2 separate regions of the Mus musculus genome follow, and region 1 is linked to region 2. Evidence: chromatin contacts called from public HiChIP or PLAC-seq data. All regions are on one chromosome and are shown on one strand. Each heading gives the region's core, a stretch centred on a gene start, on an enhancer-like site or on the middle of the called end of the contact. The rest is flanking DNA. Distances are from core to core; before and after follow the strand shown.

Region 1 (4,350 bases), core at 1,596-4,095, 1.8 Mb before region 2:
GCCTAACTATTTACAATAACATTACAACCTGAGGCCTACATATAGTTGACAATAAGTACTACTTATTTAAGACAGGACCTCAATGCCTAGTGGTACATGCCTTTAATCCCAGCACTTGGGAAGGCAGAGGCAGGCCTGTTCTATGAAGTGAGTTCCAGGACAGCCAGGGTTACACAGAGAAATCCAGTCTAGAAAACCAGCTAACCAAAAACAAAGACAGAGTCTCACTATGTAGACAGAGACCTATCTTTGTCACCTCCTGAATTCTGAGGCTGAAACTGTATGACACCATGTCTGGAAAAATATTAACATATGTATTTCTCTAAAAAGTTGATAATCAAGAGAAGGCAATATGTTCTTTAACATTTGGTTTCCAATTTCCATTGAAGACTAATTTTTATTTCCCTTAACATAGTGCCCAATATGTGCTGGGCACAACTTGATGTTTATAAAAAGTAAATGAACAGCTGGGTGTCCACTAGAGGCAGAACAACTGCTTAGCATGAGCTAAATTCTAGGTTTGACCTCAGCAATCAAAAACAAAAACAAAAATGAAACAAACAGGAAAAAAAAAAAGCCAAATTCAAATAACGACCCCCCCATAACCATTTATCAAAACCCATATAATTTAGAAGCAGTTTAACACTAAATTTAGCCTAACAACAAAACTCAAAACACCAAGAACAACCCTGTTGTCCAGCGGGCTTTCAATGTTGTCCTGAATGGCAGGGATCACATCACAGACATGTGCCAGCATACCTGGCCGTGTCTTACTTCTTACAGAAGTCTAAATGTGTGAGCACCTGTGTTCTGGCACATGTTTGGAGCTGAGGACAGTGGTTTCATGGACTAACTCAGTGTTGTTAGTGACTCTCAAAGTCACTTCACTAGGCCCCCAAACTTCTGAAAATTATCAACGGACTATCAGCTATATAAAATTACAAGCACTGGAAACCCAAGATAATAAATATACTTTGATAACAAAAGATTAGCAAGACTTACTCTTCTATGCCTGTGATTTAACTTTTTATAATAATCAAGACATCAGATACTACTATACTGAATAATTTTGTTAAAAACATGTTGAAGAAATACTTCAAGTATGTTCTGAAGAATTCGTTTTTATAAGTAACATTACAAAGCATGGAGTATCCCACTGCATTAGTCTACTTGCTGGGCAACACCAAGATTATTTCAACTTTGGTCTGTATTTTGAGCAAAATCTATGAACTCAAAGTAGGACTTAGCAATTCATGAAAATTCTCTAAGGCACAAAATGTCTAGAATTTCACATGCTTAATTTCTGTGGATTTCCACCCCACCACATCTTTGACACTCAAGGGTTACGTGTGAGATACTGTTTTAGGGCATAGGTTTTTCATGGCAGAAAAGACAGACATCATGATGAATCCCACCTAATACTCAGCAAATCCTCACTGCAAATGTCTGCAACTTCCACAAGTACTCTACACCTATGAAATAAAACCATTCTAGTAACAATTAAAGCTGTTATGAAAAACTAGGGGTGCAGTTAGAATTTTTCTTTGACTGCAAACTTACAGAAATGGGATCTGCAATTCTTGTGCCACGTGAAGCCTGAACTTTCCTGATCTTTTCTCTTGAAAGGTCTATTCTTGATACTGCCAATGAAAATAACCACCTCATAGAGGCGAGGAGGTTGGTTACGTGTAAAAGTGTTTCCAGAAGTCAGAAATATTTTAAACAAATGAGGAAGTTAAGATAGAGCACCCAGGGAACAAAAGCGAAACAGCCATTTACTACAGCAAAAGTAAACTGAGTTTTCAAGTCGAAATACTCACCAGCTTAATTTCCAGTCGGGTTTTTGTTTGTTTGTTTGTTTTTCCTTGATATTAAGTAGTGACAGTTTTCTGGATGCAAAACCACAGACGCATCCAATCCGAGCGACTTCGCGTTCGTTCAGACCCCGGAGACGCCTTCGACTCAGTTTTTCAACAGGTGGTGGTGGGGAAACAGTTCCTGGGCTTGCACCCTATTTTCCCGGTGGCGCCGGGAAGTCATGTCTTTACTGTAAAACACAAAAAACAAACAGAAAGGGAAGATGGTGGAGGGGCGGGAAAGGCAGGGCGCAGGCCCGCGGCAGAGCGGCTCGGGCCACGCTCTGCACACAGGTGTCTGTCTCTCTCCGCCTTCCGTGCGCGATCCCGAAGCTCCAGCCAGCCCCACGCCAGCTCGGCTCGCACGCCCCGGGGCGGGTGGCCCGGCGGCCCGCGCGCTCCGCAGGCCCGAGGCTCCGGTGGGGGCGGGGAAGGCGGGCGCGGGCCGCCGGACGTCTAGACAGCCTCCTCCCGCCGCGCCGGCCGAGGTGGCGCCCCGGCGCCGCGACCCCGCCTGCGGGCCGGGGCCGGGGCCGAGGCCGCGTCCCAGCCGCCCTCGGAGGGCCCCGGAGAAGTCCGCCGCACCGCCGCCGACTCCGTGGCTGTCCCCGGGGAGGGGGCGGCGGGCGCCGGCCGAGGCCGTCGCTGTCAGGCTGGCCCGGCTCCTTCCTCCTCCACCTCCGGCCCCGCCCCCGGTTCCCTCGCCCGGCCCGAAGGCCTGGGCTCGCCGCCCGCACCAACGGCCAAGCCCACCTTCCGCCTTCCCAGCTCTTCGGGACCGTAGGAGCGGGCCGCCGTTAGGGGAAGTGCACGAGCCCTCGCCAGGAAGGAAGAGAGGAGGAAGAAAGGGCAGAGCAACGGGATGAAGGAGATCCCGTTGCGGCCGCCGCTGCTTCCGCCGCTGCTTCAGCCGCTGCTCCTGCCGCTGCCACCGCCGTCGCCGCCGCCCGAGCGAGCTCCGCCGCGGCCGCCGTGTCCCCTGCCGCGCCCCGTCCTCCGGCGCGCCCTATGGCAGGGCTCGTAGGCGGTCCTCAGCAACCGCCGAGTAGTGTGGACCAACAGATGGCAGGCCTGGCAAACAGACGGCTAGTGTAACCAATAGGAAGGTAGGGCGGGCATGCCTATGATTGGCGGTGTCCTTCCTCCAGTGAAAACTGGGGGCGTGGGTGGGCGGAGCCGGAAGTAGAGCCCAGGCGAGTAGCCCTGTCCGGCTGGGGCGGAGGGAAAGGGGGAGGGAACTAGAGGAGGAGGAGGAGGTTAGCTGAGGCAGCGGCGGCGGCAGCGGCGGCGGCGGCGGCGGCGCAGGGGCTGGGTACGCGCTGGGCGGCGAGAGCCTCATGGCGGAGGAAGAGAGCGACCAAGAGGCCGAGCGCCTCGGAGAAGAGCTCGTGGCCATTGTGGAGTCCCCCCCGGGCCCAGTGGGGCTCCTAGCTGCGGGCGACGGCAGAGGGGGGGCCGGCGGCGGCGGCTGTGGCGGCGGCGTCGGGATCAGCAGCCGGGATTACTGCCGACGCTTCTGTCAGGTGAGGCGCCCGTCGGCCGCTCCGACTTGTCACTGGGCTCCCGGGCCTCTGCGTGGCTCCTGGCCTGCTGGCCCAGGTCTCTGCGTCGTGTCCGGGACCGGTCCTCCGGCGGGACGGAGAGGGAGTCTGGGAAGCCCCGGTCCCCTCTCTGCACCGCTCCGAGCTCGGCGATGGGGACGACGGGGAGTGGGGTTGGGGGTGACTTGCGGACTTGGAGGTGAGGAGAAAGTGAGTTTGTCGCGGCGGCGGTGGTGGTGGTGGGCTGGGAGCTGGACGGTCAACTGGAAAGCACCCCGTCCTGACATGCCTGTGCCTCCCTGCAGACCCTCTTCGTACCCCAGGGTCCCGCCTTTCTCAGGTTCACTACCCGGTCCCTCTCACTTCTGCTGGGCTCTCCCGTCTTTCTCTGTTACCCAGGTTCCCCCGCATTCTCTTTTTCAGAGACGCCAAGCATGCTATCACCCCACTGCCTGCCCTCCTGTCATCGCCACCCCTCCCCCTCTGCTAGGGTCGCCTGTCATTCCCTCACTAGGTCCCTCTGGACCAGTTCTTCCGTTGGCCTTGGCACTGTCCCACCGTTAGCTACTCCCCTCCCCCACCAGGTGTGTGTGTGTTGGGAGGGGGGGTGTTTTCCGTGTGGAACCTTATAGGAGTGATTGTCATCTTTCCCTTTTTTTGACCCCCTTCTCTGACAAGCACACTGTTTCCTAATTGTCTGACTACAGAGAAAGTCGTTTTTCCTGAAACTATTGCCCTCGTTACACCACCCCTCCCCCAGCCTTTAAATTACTCGTTTTTGGTTGGTCTGTTAAATTCAGTATCGGAAAAAGTGACAGTAAATTATTTGTTTCCTTTATTCTGCCGACTGCTTTTAAGGATTGCATGTAGTTTTTATCTAACTGTAAGCAAATATAGAAACAAGCTCCGGGTTTAGGGATAAAGTTTGGATAATCTGCGTTCTCATCTGCATG
Region 2 (4,130 bases), core at 852-3,351:
GCTGTTGTCATACGAATGGGAAAATATGATGAGGCCCATCATAACATATACAGAAAATTAATCTGTTTGTATCCTTCACTGCAGGCTGTGTCAATAGTAAAGGATATAAAACTCACATCCCTGATAACTAACTCACAAGGAGAACAATAGCGCATGAGCATGCCGTTTCTAGACTCCAAGACCTGTCTTGAAAGAGTTCTATAAAATTCACTTTCTAGAACCCAGTCCTTAACTCATAACTTCTAAAAGCTGTTGCTAACCCAGCATAGAAAATTACCTAATGGAACACAGGGCCCCCAATGGAGGAGCTAGAGAAAATACCCAAGGAGCTGAAGGGGTCTGTAACCCTATAGGTGGAACAACAATATGAACTAACCAGTAACCCCAGAGCTCGTGTCTCTAGCTGCATATGTATCAGAAGATGGCCTAATCGGCCATCATTGGGAAGAGAGGCCCCCTTGGTCTTGCGAAGATCATATGCCCCAGTACAGGGGAACGGCAGGGCCAGGAAGCAGGAGTGGGTGGGTTGGGGAGCAGGGTGGGAGGAGGGTACAAGGGACTTTCAGGATAGCATTTGAAATGTCCATGAAGAAAATAGCTGCCCTAGCCTCTGTGATCTCAGGTTCATTATTACCCAAGTCTCAAGTATGGGTTCTGTCTCATATACATATATATATATGTATGTATGTGTATATATATATATATATATATATATATGTATATATATATATGTATGTATATATATATGTGTGTGTGTGTGTGTGTACATATATGTATGTATGTATATATGTGTATATATATATATATATATATATATTATTTGGGGTATACAATTTTTATATATAATATGACTCTCACTCTACATGCGGTGCATGTGTGTACATATTTTAAATTTTCCCAAAGAATTGCGAACAACCCCTTTTCCTGAGCTAAAAAAGCAAGCGCACAAGATATGGATCTCAACAAGTTACCTTCTGCCTTGGAAATTGGGTAATATCAGTCATGCTGGTTCATCCAAGATACCTCTTTCCTCATACTTTCTGCTCTTCAGCAACTTTAGCTGTGTTTTTTTAATAGTCTCTGCTCTGAGGCATTTAATTCTCACCGTCCAAATCTTTGTCTATGAGCCTTTAATTCACTTACAAAAATGCCACAGATTACAACATCCATCAGCAGAATGGTAGTCACAGGAAAACCAGACAAACGCACAAATCGGCACAAAAGTAAAAGCTTCAAACATGCAGTAAGAGCAAGAGGGAAGAATTGCAAGGCAAACAAAGAAGGACTTCCTCCTGATGTCATAATTGCAGGTCCCACAGAAATCCTCTAATCGCCTTGCTGAATGTAAATATGTTCTTGCCTCATAGGAAAGCCATGTTGATGATCTATCACACCAGACCCAGATGGAACAAAGGAAAAATGTTCTCTAATTCACACTAGAGAACGAACAAGAGGGCTTAAGTTTAATATCCACTAGACCATAAATAAATCTCTCAGGTACCGTTGCACTCTCCAGTTAGAGTATTTCAGCATGTGGGTGACTCAGTCACTGGGGGATATTATTTGTAACAGGTCTTGCCTGCCCTTTCTCCTACAATGCTCTATAAAGTGAAGAACAAATGTATTCCCCCTACAGTTAAAAGTTTGGGAATTTAAACTATCTACCCAGAGGTAGATAAATAAAACCTCACTTTCTGAAAGCATTCAAGACTTCCTTACATCTGCTTCATTTCCATAAGGCAAAGAAGAACTAATGTAGAAAAATCCGATATTTTAAATAATTCTTTTTCTGTCCGGTAGTTTTTCCTACACAAGTCAGGCTACAGGCATAAGCCTGCTCATTCTCTATCCAGAAGACGTCCACTGTCATTTCAATGCTGTAAGAGCTAAGAAAGTTTGATTCTCTCAGGCAAAAGAACTGCCATGGAATTTCAACTAACTTGCCTTGAGATCCTGACAGAGAAGTTTATTAGGCAAACCATGCTTGTCCCAGTTCATCTCTGACGCCAGGCCCCATGACTGAGTCAAACATGAATGTTATTGCCATCATTTCTATTAGGCTGAGGACACATGAACAAATGAGTGCTATAATTTGAATGTAGAAGGCTCTTCAAAGGGTCAAGGGTGAAAGACTTCATCACCATCTTTGGGCTATAGGGAGGAGGGAGAAGGTTTAAGAAACCATGCTTGGGATGGAACCTTTTGTTCTTCTGCTTTCAGCCATGATGGGAAGAGCTTTGTTCTGCCTTTCATTCTTGCGGCTGCTTTCCAACACTTGAACCGTGAAAGCAAGGGGCCCAGTGAATAATGGACTAAAACTCTCAATGCTATGGGCCAAAACAAACTGTGTTTTTTTTTTAAACAACAACAAAAAATTAGTGTAGTCTCCTGTCATTCTAAGGCGAATGATATTGCCTTCTACAATAGCTCAGTTACCAAATCCAGACTCCAAGAAGTTGAAAGGAACTATCTACTCTCTATCATTCAAGTCACAGGTGGAATGTAGACACATAAATTTAAGGGGGATGCATAAAGATCACTGCTAAGCAGGATGACAAAAAGAGGCAGAAATTAATCCTCTACCACCAAACAGCCAGGAATTAACTGGAACTCCAGCACTTGGGAAAGTAAGACTGTCAGATCAAGAGCTAGAGAGAAAAAGACTATCTTAAAACAAAAATGTGTGTGTGTGTGTTTTATATATGTGTGTGTGTGTGTGTAGATATATAATGTGTATGATATATAATATATAGCATATATATTCTATTTATAGTATATAATATTATGTATATACACATATAAATAATGTGTATATTACTTTAGGACAGCCAGGCTACCCTGCCTCATGGCTTAGGTGGCAGAAGACAGTTATGGCTGGCACTACTATGATGAACAAATATATGATGAGGAGGTGGGAAAGACAGAAAAATGGAATAATGCATATGCTATGGAGCTGAAAATGGAGACACAAGGTCAGTGACGGGGTGAAGGAGGGCTAAGCTTGGCATGTCATTGCCCAGTAGGGTCGTTGGAGTGGTGAGCAACAGCTTGGAGGTCGCCAACGCAATGCCCAGCCACAAGGTTGCCCTGGCTCTGGATGACGATGGAGGTACCAGATGAGGAACCATTCACTTCTGGATTGGACCACCTTAAAGGATGCCACCAGAGGCCACATTGGTATCTGTGGTCTATAGTGTTTCCTCAGGCTGCAATGAAGCTAGAGATCTATGTGATCATATGTAGTCTGTGCCACTGACTGGGGCCTCGGGTATGTATTCTGGCTTTGCTACCTCAGGGAGTCATGTGGATATGAGTGGCCTGTGAGGCTATCTGAGGGATCTTGGGGTCTTTGGTCTGTGCTGCTACTGAATCACTGAAGGCCATGAGTGGGATAGTGGTACTGATGTGGCCAGGAGGGTTGTGTTGAAGTCTGTGGCCTGTGTTACCACCCAAGGTCATGTGGATTTTTGTGGTTGCTGCCTCCTTGAGCCATGTTAGTGCCCAAGGGTCAGGATGTCGACGAGGGCCATGTTGAAGTGCTAATGGCCCGTGCAGCCAACAGGTGCTGTGCCAATGTCACTGATGCATGCTGCTACTAAAGACCATTGGAAAGTCTTGATGAGGCCAGGGGACTGGATTGATGTTCCAGGCCTGTGATACCACCTAAAGCAATGTGAATATCTGTGATCTGGGCTGTGGTCTGAGGCCAGGGTGATATCCAAATCCATGCTGCTGCCTAGGGCCATGTCTCAGTCTGGGGTCCTACTGCAGTTGAGGTCTATGTTGATGTCCAGTGGCCTGTGTTACCACTGAAATTCGTGAGGATATCTATGATCTGCCCAGCAGTCTGAAGCCATATATACATATATATAATTACATTCTAAACAAGTTCATACATACATAAATATACATATATATTTATACTCTAAACAAGTTCCACCTAATCATGAGATTTACAAAAACTTTCCAGGTTATAATAATTTTGTATTTTAACTCTGATCTGTGTAATTAATTGAAGCTTCCTACAGTGGTTTCCATTTTTAAACTATTTCTTAAGTCTTACATTGGAACAATGTTCTCAAAGTACTGGCTCACTTCACTCCTCAAAGGTTTTACTAAGATAAAAGTAG

What was found. HiChIP or PLAC-seq counts read pairs in DNA pulled down with a chosen protein or histone mark.
Region 1: a contact with region 2 is called in an H3K4me3 HiChIP or PLAC-seq map of neural tube, with 8 times the contacts expected there. The contact joins the promoter of Cggbp1 here to the enhancer-like site in region 2. A contact is called at or near these places in 2 of 39 promoter capture datasets (cranial neural crest and hippocampal neurons), 3 of 115 datasets of contacts at active chromatin or transcription factors (astrocytes, embryonic forebrain and neural tube) and 1 of 9 other capture datasets (embryonic stem cells).

The regions. Positions count from the first base shown.
Region 1 is chr16:64,850,496-64,854,845 of GRCm38.p6, reverse strand. It overlaps Cggbp1 (CGG triplet repeat binding protein 1), which reads right to left and starts at 2,845. Exons shown (of 3, transcript NM_178647.3): 1 at 2,610-2,845; 2 at 1,821-2,047. Zfp654 (zinc finger protein 654) reads left to right here and starts at 3,123. Exons shown (of 9, transcript NM_001347245.1): 1 at 3,123-3,379. The coding sequence starts at 3,194.
Region 2 is chr16:63,009,487-63,013,616 of GRCm38.p6, reverse strand. No RefSeq gene overlaps it. Among named protein-coding and RNA genes, the nearest start is that of Pros1, 160 kb to the right of the region's middle. Within about 2 kb of position 2,101, at least 4 of the 459 cell types and tissues checked have an H3K27ac peak or open chromatin away from gene starts, as enhancers often do. A contact at or near this core is called in neural tube, where this site is marked.